2 separate regions of the Triticum aestivum genome follow, and region 1 is linked to region 2. A link is a contact called in public Hi-C data. All regions are on one chromosome and are shown on one strand. Each heading gives the region's core, a stretch centred on a gene start, on an enhancer-like site or on the middle of the called end of the contact. The rest is flanking DNA. Distances are from core to core; before and after follow the strand shown. Region 1 holds the start of LOC123128562 (transmembrane emp24 domain-containing protein p24delta3). Region 2 holds the start of LOC123128556 (soluble inorganic pyrophosphatase 6, chloroplastic).

Region 1 (3,838 bases), core at 685-3,184, 230 kb after region 2:
GACAGATTCAAGCTGAAGCTTCTGTTCGCGTCGACGTTACGCGTGAAACTTACTTCTGGTATTAGCTTCGAGTGACGAGGTTCGCATATATGCTTCGTTCGGCACTCTGACGTCTCGAGGATTCTGTTACGTTTCCTTTTCGCGGATCAGCTCATGCGTCAGACTGCAGAGAGCTTTCGGCAAACGCTCCCATGTCAACCAACGTAAGCCGTCAGTGTCAAAATCCAATCTGATTCACATATTGAATATCTCAATATCTCTTGCAGAATAAAATATCTATTATCAGTTTTTTTAGAATCGAACTAGTCAGCTTTTTTGCTATTTCATACCGTATAATTTCTTTGTTTATGTGATCATTTTCTCCGAGGGTTTTCAATCAATGGAAAAGTACTCCCTCCGTATGAAAATATAATATGTTTTTTAACACGATATTGAGGGAGTACTATACAGTCGAAGGAAAAAAGTGTCACCAATGGGCAATGACAAGTGTTAGCCAAAGTGAGCAGCACACTTAGGCCGTGTATAGTGTTGGATGCTTATGCACCGGTGCTTGAAGAGAGAATGTTATTACATCAAAAAATAAAGTTTGTCTACAACGCAGAGTGCTTCACATATCTGTATGGTTTTATTTCGATGAAATGGAAGCGGGTCCGGGACAAAAGCCATTTTCCTCTAAAAAGAGTGCTTCGCATGGGTGCTTAATAGCGATTGATTGTAGCACCCGTGAAATCAGGATAACGGTTATCTCCCCTAAGCATTAGGAAGCTAAACTTTGCTTCTGATACCCCTTCCAAAGCACCTGCGCAAACCAGTGTCATAAAGAAACAACTTTTTTCCTTGAGCCACATGTGTTAGCACCGGTGTTGTATACGGGTTTAGTTTTTCTAGCTTACAACCTCTTTGATTCATTAAAAAAAAGATGAATGAGGTTGCGGGGATAAAAAATACTCCCTCTGTTCCGTAATATAAGAGCATTTTTTACACTAACGCTTTCATATTATGAGACAGAGGGTTTATATCTTTGTTGACTAATCACCATCCCAGTCCGGAATAGAGATACTGAAATGGAGAAAATACGAGGTGCTCCTGTCTCCTAAATGCTTCCATGCTACTAAGACATGGAACCCCTAAGACATGTGTCTATAGTCTATAATTTTTTAATACATATTTAAATACACATGGATAAATATTTTTTTAAAGAAAATTTAGTATGAATTAGGTATGTGAATAATATCTTCATGGTCAGACGGTATGTTTGTTTCCAACTAACTTCAGGGTTGTCACCCTGGCAAAAAAAAGAATGGTATATTTGGCTACAACGGCAGCAAAAAAAATGTTGCTTTGATGGCTGCACCATCCGCGTCACCAGCTTGAGTCATAAGCGATGGATGAACAACAAATTTAAAAGAAATAGCAACAAAAAAACTGGTTTTTTTTACAACAAACATGTTCAAGTGTTGTACATACATGCAAAAAAAATGTGATGAACTGACATTCATAACACTCGGAGAAACAAATGGTGCCCCAAAAAACTTAACAAATAACCTTTTCGGAGCACATATTTTTTTTTACACAGCACCACGAATGTCATTTTTTCACCTAAATGTATATGAATGCAGGACACTCAATTCTGTTTGGCAAAATGACTTTTCAGTATTTTTTTATTATTAAAATTTAATTTTTGCTTTTTAGGGGAAAATTTAATGTTTACTGAGCTTGGGAGCTAAAACTCCCTGTCCCCAGGCCCACTTACCATAGAGGCAGAGCCATCAGCCCATCACACAACCAGACTACTTCACCTGCACCTTCAGCCGCCCCTAAAAAAAACGTGCACCCTCAGCCGAAGTAAAGAATTTGCTCAAAAAAAAAACCGAAGTAAAGAATTCCAGATATGCCCCTAGCTTATCCCCCGTAGCACGGCCGCCAGGACTGAGCCTCCCACCCACGTCATCGCCCACCCCACACGACTGCAGCTCCCTCCCCCTCCCCAAAGCCCCGAGCCCGACACCGCGAGGCGGAGATTCCCAGATCGGCGGCGATGCCCGCGCCGGCGGCGCTAGCCCTCGCGGCGGCCCTGCTGCTCGCCGCCGCGTCCATCTGCGCGGAGGCCGTGTGGCTCGACATGCCGCAGACCGGGACCAAGTGCGTGTCGGAGGAGATCCAGGCCAACGTGGTGGTGCTCGCCGACTACGCCCTCATGTACGAGTCCCACCCCTCCGCCCACCCCACCATCGCCGTCAAGGTAATCCATCGCTGCCTACCCGCCTCGTGCTCCATACAGATAGATAGATTCCACTGCGCGATGGATTGCTTTCATTTATCTCGGATCGATAATCTGGACGAATCAAGTTGATCACGCGGTACTAGATTTGTGTGTCGGGGGGAGCAGCGGTATAGAGGTCCTGGTTTTGCTGCGGCCTGCGGCTGCCGCGGCACGCAGATTTACGGTTGATTGGAACCGGAGCTAGTGTGAATGATGTCGCAGTGCTCATATGGTTCAGTCTATTCAGATATGTTTTTCATTGTGCGATATGACGACAGTAGAATGAATGATGGTTCTAGAATATCTGGCTGCTATTTTTTAACAAGATTTGCTCGGCTCTTTAAGTCGATGACGCTGTGGTGCTCGGTCCGATGAGATCACTAGATTTCTCTGGTTAATTGAACCATGTTGATTCGGTGATTCCTTCTGTCTAAAGCCATGGTGGTTTCCTTCCAGGACATCACTCGCCGCAGCATATATATAAACCGGCTGATTCGGCTCACAGGATTCTGAATTTGCTTTTCTACCGACTTCTTTATTTATAAGATCTCATGGGTGTGAGGCGTAAAAAAGGTGACTAATAAGAATGCATCGTTGCAAAAGGAATGACAGAGCAAATTAAATAAAGGGCAGACTTAATGTGCAAGCTTGCAAACAAGTAGACACATTTGATGCTACTTTATATGGACGTATATGTCGAATCTTATAGCTTTAGTTATGTGAAGAGATTGTTTATTTCGTGATCAGATATATTGCATCCATGGCCCATTGTTTGTCACTATAACTGAAAACTATCTAGAAGCATGATCAGATGTTTTACCCATATTTTCTGCTGTGATTGGAAAATTTACTTTGATTTGTGCTACATGTTGAACAGTACTTAGTCCTGCAGCTGATGAATAAATGTTAGCTTCTTATCATTAAGAACTTGGCCAGCTTTTTTTTTTACTCATCAAGACAATTTGCAGTATAATAGTGGAAGAATTAGTCCTATAGTCCAACCGCGTGAGCTTAAGAATTTGCTTGATTTGCACTCTCCTTTGTTACAGTTCTGTAAATGCTTGTGCTTTCTGCAGGTTACTTCACCATATGGGTACACCTTACATGAAAGTGGAAACATTACAGTTGGTCAATTTGCATTCACAACCTCGGAAGCTGGAAACTTCCTTGCCTGCTTCTGGATAGATAGTGCAGAGAAAGGATCAGGCGTATCTGTAAATCTTGATTGGAAGACTGGAATTGCAACAAAGGATTGGGATGCTATCGCTAAGAAGGAAAAAATAGAGGTGAGGCTATGAATTGCCAAACCACCGATCAGTCAGGTCTCGCTGGGGTCCAGTTTCATGTATTGCTCATGTCTCTAATTGTGTGCAATATGAATATTTTTGTAGGGCGTAGAACTAGAGCTTAGGAAGCTTGAAGTGGCTGTACAGTCGATTCATCAGAACATGGTATACCTCAAAGCAAGGCAAGTCTTCCACACTTGACATAAGTTTCAGGCAATATCGTTTGTTGCTTGAACTGAGGCTTTTAACTTTCTAAAGCTTTTGGTGTATGACTGCTGTCTGCTAGAAA
Region 2 (3,554 bases), core at 206-2,705:
TCATATTGTCACTTACAAATCTTTCAATCAAGGTTAAGTTGTCTGCCAGCAATTCCACAAAGGATCATCAAATTGCCAGAAAGTACACGAAATACATCTTCATATATGCCAATTTGCATAAAATTGTAACCCTTAAGGTTAGGCCAGACAACAGACATATTTACTCACCAATAATTCCATAGTCTCAGCCATAAAGGCGAAAAAGACTGTAAACATTTGACTGGAGACTACAACTACTCTCTTAATCCTACCACAAATTCGAGCCACCCATTACGGCAATTGAATTATACCAGCCAAACTCATGAGAAGGATGTAATCTCCAACTTAGTTCTCATGGCCACTAAATTTCTAAAAACCATAACCATAAACTTTGCTACTCCCTCAGACCCAAATTAATTGTCACATCTTCGGTACAACTTTAGTTCAAAGTTGTACTAGAGCTGCGACAATTAATTTGGATAGGAGGGAGTACTAAAATTGTAAAGGCGCCAATATTTTTTCACCAAATTCATATCATGGGGATGGTATCCTCCCTCTTTGTAACACACTGTTTTATCCTCTTAAGGCACTAGAACCAAAACCGAAATAAGAGTTCTGGTAGTGCAGCAGTAAGTCAACAACTGTTACTCATCTCTAATCTATTACATTCTTCGTTCCTAAGATAGGAGTAATAAGCTTGGAAATTTGGTAAACTCATGGCATTCTCTTCTTGTCGATGAAACCTCTAGCCCACTACTTCTTTCCATTTAAAAGGGCCTCACAGCCCCCAATTTCATCAGAACAGCAATCAATTTGCCTCTAGACATCTGGCCTCTAGCCCTCTACTAAACAATCCCAATCATTTCGCTCGCTAATATAGCCCCAACTTAAATTTGTGTGACACGGAAGACGCAATATTTATCAGCAATAACGTAAATTATGGCATTTGGGGTCGAAATTTCCTTGGTTTCAGAGTCCTTACGGGTAGTAACGAAGGTTGCCCTTCTTGGTGTCCTGCTTGATGGGCGTGTAGGCCTCGTCGGTGGCGACCTCCATCTTGGCGCTGCTCTCCTTGGGGATCTCCACGATGAAGTGGAACGCCCCGTCCCCGGCGCGGAGCGGCACGTCGTGCCACGGGGACACCTTGCGGTCGGCGCCGTCGACGAGGAAGACGCGGTAGTCGAGCGTCTCGGGCTGGCCCTGGTCCTTGGGCTTGAGCTCGGTGGGCCTGAGGAGCGCGGTGGTGGTGAGCCCCGGGCGCTGGAAGCGCACCGCGGTGCGGGGGCGGCAGCTGCTGCGCCGGAGGGCGACGCCCGCCAGGCGCGTGAAGCGGGTCGCCGCGGTGGCCGACGCCGTGACCGCCGTCGCCATTCGGGGTGTACCTGGGGGGTCGCCGCCGGGGTAGGTGAGGAGCGGGTGGAGGTGGCGGCGGCGGCGGTCACTGCGGACTGGAAAGTGGAGCTGCGGATGACGAGGCGATGAAACTTTTTGCGGATTTTGCGTGGTGGCTACGGGCTGTGCTAGGTGGGCCCTATCCTGACAGATCTCGAGAATATTTTCATGGGCCACGTGCAGGCCTTGTTCGTAGGGTACGCCTAGGCCCATTTGGATGCTGGGCTAAAAAATGGGCTCCCAGTGTGGTACGTGCTTCCATTCGTCGTCTTTCCTCAATTCCCCATCTGTATTGTGTTAAAAAAACTCATTGGACTAAAAAAACAATCATTCTCCGTTTGGAACACCAGAAATTAGAAATGCACAAGAATGTTGTTGTTTGGATGGCACGTAGAAAAAACAGATGAATTGTGGACACAAAGAGAAAGAAAATGAAGTAAGATCTCATGTATGGTTTTCCTCCAAAATTTATATGGAATAGGCCATTCCATAGAAAAAAAATCAAAGAAATGTAGATTAACAATTTCTTTGTTCCAAATGTTACCACAGAAATATTTTCTATGTGAATCTTATCTTCTGAAATTTCTACGCTTGTCTTTTGTACCAAGCGGGGCCTTAGAATCTGAAGGAAAATAACTCATGTTATCGTCATCTTTTCACATGTATAGATAGAAAACACTAGTGCTGTAGTGCACATAGGTGTGCATACAATCACACATTACTTACTAATGAATAGAGTTGCGAAGTTTCAAGATCGACTAAATCACCATATGCGCCTCATTGTTGATAGTATATTATGACGATCTCACTCAGAGAACAATTTAGCATTACTTGGACACATGGGACGCCAAACAATGATTGTTTCTCACCTAGCCGCCTCTCGTTTTCCTTCTCCTTCCCCCACACAAGGTGGCTAGGGGTTCTCCCTCTTCTCCAGCAAGGCCGCTAGCTATTCCCCTCTGCCTCCAACTGCCATTTAGGCGTGAGGAGACGAATCGGTTCTTCATGTGATGTGTATTTTCAGTCCATGTAGGTTTTTGTTCATGTGTCTTGGCGGCGACAACGCCGCAGAGATGTTGAGGTGGCAAAAACATCGTGAAGATGGAATAAGTCCCTATGGCCTCCTTTCCGTCTCAAAAATGTTTTTTCCAATGTTAGTGGCGGGCTTGTCAGGGTGTGGTCTCGTCCCGTGGATATGGGTAACCAGATATTTTGGGTGATGTGATGGTACCGACGATGGCGGTCAAAATGGTCAATCCCAATGTTGGATCTAGGTGAGTGTGAAGGTGGAACGAGAAAGCCTCCTCTCTTTTGTAATGCCTCATATGTCTGTTCTTTTTCCTTCCCATTGGTGGTTCCGCGACAAATCTCCAACAACTTATTCTCGGTATGCGTTGTTGACCCACATTCTTTTAGCGTGTAATTTTCCATGCCTCTCGCGGCATGTTTCTATTGCGATTCCTCTAGCACATGGTGGTGTGTGTTGTTGATAGATATTCCAGTGCGATTTTTACAACTGCTCCTTACTATAGTTTTCTGCGATGATGAGGTCAGTGACGTTTGCTAATAAAATGGAGTTGAAAGACTGTGAAGACTATGATGTATTTTCTTATTTCTTGTTTGGGTCTTTCCGTGGGTGTTTGTTCTGAAAAAAAAAGAACAATGAATGGTTATCGTATTGTGGTCTACTCATGAAAAATAGAAGGCAAATAGTGGAAATTGCTATTGGAGCTCGGTCTTTTTCTTGTGGGTATTGGAGCTCGGCCTTTATGAAGTCTTTTTTTCTGAAAGATTCAAAAGGTGAGTTTTTTGTTTTAAAATTTTCAGCAAAATACACGTGTACATATGGATGCATTCTGCATGTTTGTAAAGTTTCATGATGAAATAAATTTTGCACAAAAATCACAAAATATCTTTTTCAGCACTTGTTTGAACTTAAATAAGAGTTTTTATATATAAAACAAATAGCAGGTTATTTCTGCCTACAAGGTCATGATCGATTCTTCTTGCTGGTGGGCAAATGCCACATCATGGATGCCATGTCACGCAAAAACACCTTCTCCAATCTTCTTTGAGGTTGCAACTTAACCCGTATCGAAAGTTGAAGGTTGTGCAGTAAGCTTAAGTTCAGGGTTGAACCTCAAACCATATGGTAAATTCAGGGTTGAAAAGTGCAGCACCTT

Evidence for each region. A called contact is a pair of places that touch in the nucleus more often than the background predicts.
Region 1: a Hi-C map of leaf shows a contact between it and region 2, with 4 times the contacts expected there. The contact joins the promoter of LOC123128562 here to the promoter of LOC123128556 in region 2. A contact is called at or near these places in 2 of 5 Hi-C or Micro-C datasets (both in leaf).

Annotation. Positions count from the first base shown.
Region 1 is chr6A:565,727,021-565,730,858 of IWGSC CS RefSeq v2.1, forward strand. It overlaps LOC123128562 (transmembrane emp24 domain-containing protein p24delta3), which reads left to right and starts at 1,935. Exons shown (of 4, transcript XM_044548598.1): 1 at 1,935-2,242; 2 at 3,340-3,549; 3 at 3,655-3,731. The coding sequence starts at 2,039.
Region 2 is chr6A:565,494,872-565,498,425 of IWGSC CS RefSeq v2.1, forward strand. It overlaps LOC123128556 (soluble inorganic pyrophosphatase 6, chloroplastic), which reads right to left and starts at 1,456. Exons shown (of 5, transcript XM_044548591.1): 1 at 962-1,456. The coding sequence starts at 1,350.